Regions from separate parts of the Mus musculus genome. Here regions 1 and 3 are each linked to region 2. The links are chromatin contacts, called in public promoter capture Hi-C maps. All regions are on one chromosome and are shown on one strand. The core of a region is the stretch at or near the end of the contact, and the rest is flanking DNA. Distances in the headings are between cores, read along the strand shown.

The links. Promoter capture Hi-C pulls out the DNA fragments that hold promoters and counts their contacts.
Region 1: a promoter capture Hi-C map of liver shows a contact between it and region 2, with 2.5 times the contacts expected there. The contact joins the enhancer-like site here to the promoter of Nlrp3 in region 2. A contact is called at or near these places in 3 of 39 promoter capture datasets (liver and pre-B cells), 1 of 484 Hi-C or Micro-C datasets (the G1E-ER4 cell line) and 1 of 9 other capture datasets (liver).
Region 3: a contact with region 2 is called in a promoter capture Hi-C map of the HPC-7 cell line, with 5 times the contacts expected there. The contact joins the enhancer-like site here to the promoter of Nlrp3 in region 2. A contact is called at or near these places in 8 of 39 promoter capture datasets (the 3T3-L1 cell line, the C10 cell line, the HPC-7 cell line and 3 more), 2 of 484 Hi-C or Micro-C datasets (the N1E-115 cell line and embryonic stem cells) and 1 of 115 datasets of contacts at active chromatin or transcription factors (bone marrow-derived dendritic cells).

Annotation. Positions count from the first base shown.
Region 1 is chr11:60,400,944-60,403,643 of GRCm38.p6, reverse strand. It overlaps Atpaf2 (ATP synthase mitochondrial F1 complex assembly factor 2), which reads left to right. Exons shown (of 8, transcript NM_145427.3): 8 at 2,106-2,700. The coding sequence ends at 2,243. Among named protein-coding and RNA genes, the nearest start is that of Atpaf2, 15 kb to the left of the region's middle. Within about 2 kb of position 1,348, at least 4 of the 459 cell types and tissues checked have an H3K27ac peak or open chromatin away from gene starts, as enhancers often do. A contact at or near this core is called in liver, where this site is marked.
Region 2 is chr11:59,541,148-59,544,060 of GRCm38.p6, reverse strand. It overlaps Nlrp3 (NLR family, pyrin domain containing 3), which reads right to left and starts at 1,375. Exons shown (of 10, transcript NM_145827.4): 1 at 1,194-1,375; 2 at 672-992. The coding sequence starts at 948.
Region 3 is chr11:60,087,701-60,090,406 of GRCm38.p6, reverse strand. No RefSeq gene overlaps it. Among named protein-coding and RNA genes, the nearest start is that of Rai1, 16 kb to the left of the region's middle. Within about 2 kb of position 1,261, at least 48 of the 459 cell types and tissues checked have an H3K27ac peak or open chromatin away from gene starts, as enhancers often do. A contact at or near this core is called in the HPC-7 cell line, where this site is marked.

The sequences.
Region 1 (2,700 bases), core at 99-2,598, 860 kb before region 2:
CACACACACATACCCATGCATGTGAAAGGGTTCAGAGTTGTTCAGTACTCTCCTCGCCCCCCAACTCCTCTTCAACAGCTTGATTGGGTAGGACTTGTATTTACCCACATTTTATAAAAGAATAAACTGTAGTGTTAGATTATACTAGTTATACTGAGGTTTGTGTCTGTGTTACTAGGGCTAAGGCCACCACTGTGCACTTGGAGGCTCACGGCCAGATGAAGGTATTTGGGCCTCATCTGCCCTGCTTTGTGCTCCTGATATTTCTCCTGGATGGCAGAGGAGTCAAGGAGTAGCTGCTACTTGCACACATGTTTGATTTAGTGGGCAGGAAAACTAAGGTTTTCCATGCTGCTGGTCACGGTTTTATTTTTGGCTTGTCTTTGTTTTGCTTTGTTGAGAGAGAGTCCCATGTAGTCTAGACCAACCTTGAGCTCATTGTGTATCTGAGCCTAATCATGAACTTCTGATCTTCCTGCCTCAGCCTCTCGGATGCTGGGATTATGGGTATATGTCACAGTGGCTGGCTTATTTACATTTTTATTTTATTTTGGCTTTTCTGAGACAAGCCTTGCTATATAGTCCTGACTTGTCTGAAACTCAATCTGTACACTAGCCTGGCCTGGAACGTCTGAATATGCTCTTGCCTTTGCCTCCGGAGATCACAAATGTGTGCCACGGTGCCTGGCTTTTGTTTGTACTTTCATTTTTTCATTATTTTTATTCTCTCTTCTCTCACTCTCTCTGTATGTGTTCACATTTATGTGGTGCATATGCAGGTAAAGATACATGTATGCAGAAAACCCCTGTCTTGAAAAAAAACCAAGATACATGTGTGTACATTCTGGTAGAGACTCACAAGATGTATCTTCCTCAATTATTCTCTACCCTAGTATTGAGGCAGAGCCTCTTGCTTGAACCCAGAGTTCACCAATTTGGCTAGTTAAGTTGTTCTGGAGAGTCCCTGTCTCTGCCTCTGGAGAGCTAGGGCTATAGGTAGGCTGCTATACCCACTTGGCTTTTATGTGGTTATTGGGTCTGAACTTGGATCTTCATCCTTGTGCAGCAAGTGCTAAGCCATCTCCCCAGCCCATTGTTTGCATCATTAACACTAAGAACTTAGTGTTTCTTATGGTCCTGAGGGTCAGAAGGTGAATGTTATTAGGAGTTGGTTTCTTTGGGATTAAAAATCTTTTCGGAATATTTAATGTTTTGCTTGGAAAAATGCCAGGGGCAACCTATTTCTATACAGCAGAGGAGAGCCATTTACTGATGTCAGGCCACTTCATGAGAAGGGCTGATGTCAGCTGTTAGGACTATAAGGTTGGTACAAAACCAGGAAATCTGGCCTCTGGTTTGGACTCTGCTTTTGGCTACGGAATTCAAGCCAGGTGACCCTCTGAACTTTGGGTTTGATCCTGCACAAAATGAGGAATGACCTGAAATGAAGGTCATTTATCTCAGATAATGTATTTCAGTTATGCAAACCGAGACCAAGCAACCAGAAATTCAGGTAGCTTGTATGGCCTGAAATATTTTTTTATTCCCTGGTGATCTGGCCAGGACTGCTGGCCTCCTTCAGGGAGAGGCTAGCAGAGTGGGTTTGGAATACTCATGTCTGCAACCACGGTGGGTTCGGAGCTTTTCCCTCTTGTTACAATTCTGAGAGGATCTACAGCTGGCTTCCTGTGTGCTGCAGAGAATCACTGCTGTTCTGCTGCTCCTTAGGGGTCAGAACAAAGTTGCCTGTGGTCTGGCTTCATTTATTTACTGCATCCCCATAGTAGTGCCTATAGCCTTGAAGGACAATGAGATATACAACTCATAGAAGATGATAGTTTCCAGGCTGCTTCATGCTGGCAGCCTGGTCTTAATGTGAGATCAAGGATCACAATGGGCAGCCCCTAAGCTGGGATATGTTCCAGCCCCAAAGAGCAAAAAAGCCAGCCCCCGCTTCCTGGCGTTATTGCCAGATTACCCACCTAGGTCTTAGATGTTTGGTAGGATCGTGGCTCACCACCTGTAGCCCAGTGATGAGAATGGAATGTAACTCGGGTTACCAGGCAAGACTACTCACCTAGAAGCTTGTTTTTACCTCTCCTTAGATCCAGAAGTGGGGCAACATTGAGTGGGCCCACGACTATGAGCTCCAGGAGCTGCGGGCTCGCACTGCTGCTGGCACCCTTTTTGTCCACCTCTGCTCAGAAAGCTCTACAGTCAAGCACAAGCTCCTTCAAGAGTGAGGCCCGGGGTGCACACGCTGTCTGGAAGGAATTGCACAGACACAGGCTCCCTGATGTGGGCCTCCTTGGCTGTTGGACCTCTGGATCCTGTGATACTCTGTTGGCCGGTACCTACTGGGCTCCCTCAGCCCTATACCTGTGGGGCTCCCCAGCCTGTACCTGGGTCTTCCCTGACCTGTGTGGTTTGACCTTATAAAGAAGCATCCTGAGAAGCCCTGAAGACACAGTGTGCCTGACTTGAGGTCAGATAGCTTCCGATGCAGGCGCCCTTGGTCTGACCAGAAGTGAGGGAGGAAGACAAGTGGTATAGGGACTTTCTCTTGACCCTGATTTTATTAAATATTTTTTCATTCTGGAAATATATCAAGCCTCATTTTTATTTGAGCCTTGGCATTTCTCCATTCTTTTTGTTTTATCTGAGCTCTGTCACCATTATTACATCTGCTACTAATGGCTA
Region 2 (2,913 bases), core at 126-2,625:
AGGTTGGAACCAGCCACAACAGTCACCTGCGAGTGAGTGAAGACTGAGACCGGAGTTTTTACAGAATTAAGAAAACCACACTGCTCCCCTCCCTCTGACCCTCACCCTCCCGTACCCCTGCAGGAGAGAAGGAAAACCCATGGTCAGAGAAAAGAGGATTCTGTGTTTGGAGCCAGCCTGGGATACTTGAGACTCGAACTCAAAACCAGAGAACTGAAGATGTTGAATAGACATAGTTATCCATAGCAAATGGATATGCACAGATGAGACAAGCACAATGTAATAGACACACATGAATATTCAACATTAACCTTTTTTAAGAAGGAAATTCTGATGTACCTGAACACATTATGCTAAGTGAAGTAAGCCAGCCAAAAGAAACAAGCCCTCCATGAATCTACCTGCACGAGGAATCCATAGAGGTAAAGTTCACAGGGACAGAAAACAGCGGTGGTTGCTAGGAGATGGGGTTAGGTAATGGGGACTTATCATCTAGTGTGTTGGGAGCTTCAGTTGTGCAAGATGAGAAGTTGGTTGCACAACCATATGTTTTCTTGTTGCTAAGCCATATATGTAAAATTACTAAAATTCCACCTTTTATGTCACGTGTACCTTACTGTAAGAAACAAACAAACAAACAAACAAAACCAAAAACCCTTCTGTTTACTCACTCCACTCTGGCTGGTCCTTCTTAGCTTTTTCCCAGAGGTCTCGCCTGTTGATCGCAGCAAAGATCCACACAGCCATGGCCCAGGCCTTCTCCTCGCCATTGAAGTCAATCATGAGTGTGGCTAGATCCAAGTGATCTGCCTTCTCCATCTGGCCCCTGGGGACTGGGATACAGCCTTTCTCGGGCGGGTAATCTTCCAAATGCATTTTGAATTTCTTGAGGTCCACATCTTCAAGGTCCTCTAGATACTGAGCCAGCTTGCAACGGACACTCGTCATCTTCAGCAGCAGCCCTTTCGAGGGTCTCGGGGCTTAGGTCCACACTGGCAGTGCAGGAATGAAAACCCCATGGGAGTAAAGAAGAATGGTATTAAAAGTCTCCACTTCCAGAAAACGAAGTTATCAGAAACACAGGAAACTAGATGCTAATATTGAAACCTCTAAGGGTACCCCATAGATTGGTACAGGTTTTTAATGAATCACCATCTCTGACTTAGTAAGAACTGAGTAAGCCAAATGTTTACCAGAAAGTTCTCTTAGCTTGATCCAGACGTATGTCCTGAGCCATGGAAGAAAAGTTCCTCTGTAGAGATAAAAATAAGAAAGCCATTAACACAATCAGATGTGGTATACAGAGAACACGCATATACAAAGTCACCAGGACTCGTGTCTGACCAGAACCCATGGTGACGAGGCTAGGACCTGGGCACAGCCTTCACTGTTTCTCAACCTCAGCTTCCTCCTTCAGACACTGAGAAAGCAGAAGAGATTGCTTCCCGATTTCTTTTAATGGAAAGCCCTGGTTTCTTGCTTTTATTTTCAAAGGAAGGAGGAAGCCAGGAGAAAATAAGCTATAATAACCCCAGAGCACCAAGGTGAGGACTCACAGCCCAGACGGGCTGACAGCTAACCCTTCAGTGTTCCTCTATTTCCCACTGACAGACAGAACCCGATCAGGTGGAATTGTGTGCATATAAAGAGGAAGACTACATGCGTACATCGCTTTAACGGCTCTTTAACATCTCACATCTATAACGAGCATCGTGATTCACATTTAGTCAGAACTCTGGGCCTAGATGCTGCCCTGATTCTTTTTACTCTTCTCATCTAGTTTCTCCACTGAGGTGTGTAGGTTCCTTCTGCTGAGTGGTAGAGACACTAAGTGGCTTTCTCAGACTGAAGCCATAGATGGTAGAGGAAAGTGCCTGAAAGGTGGTGATGGCCTCCGAATTGATATTCATGTGACAGCAAGATGACATTGAAGGTGCCCCAAGCTCGATGTACCTGTCTCGTGTCCACTCTTGCATCTCCTCTCCCTGTCTCCTGCCGCACCTCACATCTTTCTGTCATCTCTAGTGTTCTTGCTGACTGCTGCCCCAGCTCCACAGATCCTCCTAGACTTTTGACCCCTCAGTTCCTAGTCTTTCCCAGGAGTTCTCAGCCCTCTGCCCCCTGCTGCTAAGACCTGCCACAACAGATTTGCTCTTTACATTAGCTGCCCCCTGGGCTTCCAGCACATTCCCCCCCTCACAGGCAGTCCACCCTCTGCCACCCTGAGTAGATGCTGTTTAAGTCCTAGGGAGCTATAATTGCTTCTTCTGTGAGCGCTCACGCGCACACACACCTCCCTAACATGCATGAACCACGTAACAGCAAACAGAACATCCCAGAAATACCTTAATGTTAGATGAGTCTAAAAGAAATTCCTTGTCTATTGACTAAGATAAATCATGCCATTAAAAATACCCTGGACCTTTTATCCACTCTGCTCCATGACATTGTACTCACCCAGATAGCAGCCTTGGGTACAAATAAAGGGGAAATGAGATAAATATATAGGGGTCACTGTGACACTGGAGACAGGAAGGATGTGGCTTCAAGACGTGAACAAGCTTGCATCACTGTCAAAGACGGATTGGCAGTTACTCATCTGGATGGATTTTCCAAACCCAAGCAATAGAGTTCTGAGTGTAAGCCTAAGCTGCAGACCAGAATTCCCGGGGGTTCCCTGCAGAAGCCTTTAGAAACAATGGGAAAAAGTGAAACCTCAGGGCTCAGCACAGGCAGCGAGCAGCTCAGTGAGGCCTAGGATCCCAGAGAGGGGGACATAAGCAGTGGCAAGCAGAACCAGTGTGTGGAGAGCTGAGGACAGAATCAGGCTTTGAAACCCTAGATTCTAATTTCTTTCTCCTGGCATGGAGGTGGTCAGCACGCAGCTCCAAGTGTTCTCCATCTCCTGTTAGT
Region 3 (2,706 bases), core at 12-2,511, 550 kb before region 2:
GGAATCCTTAGAGCCACAGCAGTTCCTGGATTCCAATGTGTCCGGGCAAGTGCTCACCTTGTGACTTCCTGCAAGTTGCCACCTGTGTCAACTTCTGTACCAACTAATTTTGGGAAATGTCCTGACGTGTCAGAGGTAGCCCTTCCCAAGAGCTCTGTTTCCCAGCTCTTGGGATGGAGCTGCTACAGGCTTTCCTGAGTCAGTACTTGTGACATGCTCAGGATTTACACAGTAAGGGACAGCATAGTCCCCATGTCTCAAAGGTGACGGTGTTCAGCACAGAGGAGCCACACCACACTGTTTCTAAGTGGCCACTGATTCTCAAGACTTCCCAGAGGTCCTAGCTGGAACTCCTTACATTTGGACTTCCCAATTATTCAATCTTGCTTTGTGTGGCCCTGAGCCAATGACTTGTGAGCCTGGGGATGTGAGGACTACACAGGGCAGGCAAGCTGGTCCAAACACAGACAACAGCCAGAAAAAAAGATGCATGGGGCCAGAGGCCTGGATCCAACTGTGCCTGAAGCTAGTAACTTCCTTCGCTTGTGTGTGTATGGGTACACATAGATACACACAGACAGAGACACAGACAGAGACAGACACACACATTCACACGTGCACACTAGTTGCAACTCAAAGAATATTTTTAAATTAAATTAAATTTTTTTGCAAAGTCAGCCGAGCCAGCAGTCTCCTCATCTTTGGTCTTTCCCACAGCAGCTCCGACAGCCTTCCCTCGCTCGGACGCTCAGGATGGGGAGCTTACAGGGCAGAGCTACCCTACCCTGGCTACTCTTGGTTGAATGGGGTACACAGAGTGATGGCGTGGAAGGAAGGCAGCGTGACCCTGGATGAGACATCCAGGTTCCTATGCGGGGCAGATAATGGGAAGAGGACTCTCCATGGCCCAACAGACCACTGGCAACCCACTGTGTCACCCCAAGCAAGGCTTCATCATCAGTCTCACCATCTGGAAACGTGGTTCTCCACAGTACTCATCTGGCAAGGACGCCATCAGGATGACACTGCAAGATGTGTAACAGTCTGCACACCCAGCACATACACAAAAATAGGGACTGCCAAGTGAGAGCAGAGAGAGATGCCCTGTGGCCTTGGGGACTGCCCTAGGGACTATTCTTCCTTACCATCAGCTGCAATGACACACTACCTGGCTCCCTTGTTTCCATGTGGCCAGCAGTGTTCATAGCCAAGATGTGGAGCTGTCTGTTGTCATAGCAACCCAGGCCTATGGTGTCCTGTCCCCGTTAGTACCAGAGCTTGCCACTTGGGGTGTCAGCCTGCAGGTTTGTGAGTGGATATGGGTGTGCGAGAGGGATTCCTGAGGGCACCAGCCATGTGCCTGAGCACGAACAGGATTTCTTTTCAATTAAAAAAAAAAAAAAAAAAGAATTCTGCCCAGGCAAGGCTGGAACCTGTGCTGTGGGCCTCTCGCCATGGGTGTGGTGTCTGAAGCGCTTGTGTGGTCTGCATGTCCATGGGGCTCTTGTGTGATGTGGTCTTGGGATGCTGGCCCCAAGACGGGGTGGGTAGGAGGAGCTGGGGCAGAGAGTATGGTTTCTGCTGTCTGCTGCTCTGACCGTGTGGTCCTGGAAAGGGAGGCAGTCACTGGACCTTTCTGAGCCTCAGCTTCCGGCCGTGTAAACAACAGCAGGCTGTGAGGGCAAGCACACCTCATATTAGTCCACAGTTACTCCTTTGACACTGGGTAACTTTGGTTCCTGAGGTTCGACTATGTTTCGGTTCACCCCTCCTTTGAAGATCCTCAGGCTGGAAGGAGACAGCAACGCACAACTGTGTAAACAGAGTCCAAGAGACACGGGGCAGATGTCCCATGAAAGAGCACAGTGATGGTCGAAGGGCTGAGGTGCGCATGCGCTGAGGTGCACACGCTAAGCACAGCCAGAGCAAAGGCCCTGTGGTGGTCTAAGGCTGGACAATGAAATGATGTGCGTGGTGGGCGTGGCTGCAGCAGTTTGTGGCGCAGAAGGAAGGCACATGGGTGCAAGGACCTACGTATAGCTGACCCAAAAACTGAATGGCAGCGCTGGGCCTGTGGGGAAGGATAGGGTGAGGAAAAGGATATGGCTGCCTTTGGGGTGCAAATGGGGGAAGTAATCTGGATATGGAAGGATGGTGTGTTGCATGGCCGAATGGCTCTGGTTTCCTCATTCCCAACCACCATCTTCTGCCTCTAACTAAGTTGGGATCTGCGACACAGAGATGAACAGCCAGCCCTGTGTGGGTTGTGGTCATATTCAGAGTAGTTGGTGAAGGGGGAGGGAACAGAGTGGGGGGGATGGATGGGGCGGGGACCATGAAGGAAAGGGCACAACTAGCTGGAGGGGATGTTTGGGTGGTGTTGGAGCTGAGGAGAGAAGGCAGTCTCTGGAGCATAGAGAGACAAGGACAGGAAGCAGACAGTGGGAGGGACCAGGGCCCAGAGCTGTCCACAGGGGCGTGGAAAGGAGTTTAAGAACTGTAAAAGGCCTTGACAGCTGAACACATTGGGATGGCCTGCGGTGACGATTCTGGAATTTTGGTTTCTTTTCAAAGCACAAAAATATTCTAAGAAAGTATTTTCGTCTTAATCCCGTGTGTGGGGGTGCAGGGCTGCTTCGGACTGTCTGTAGATGATGACGGTGATTTGCTTCACGCTCTAGCAGGGGAGTGGTTTTGCCAGCTGTG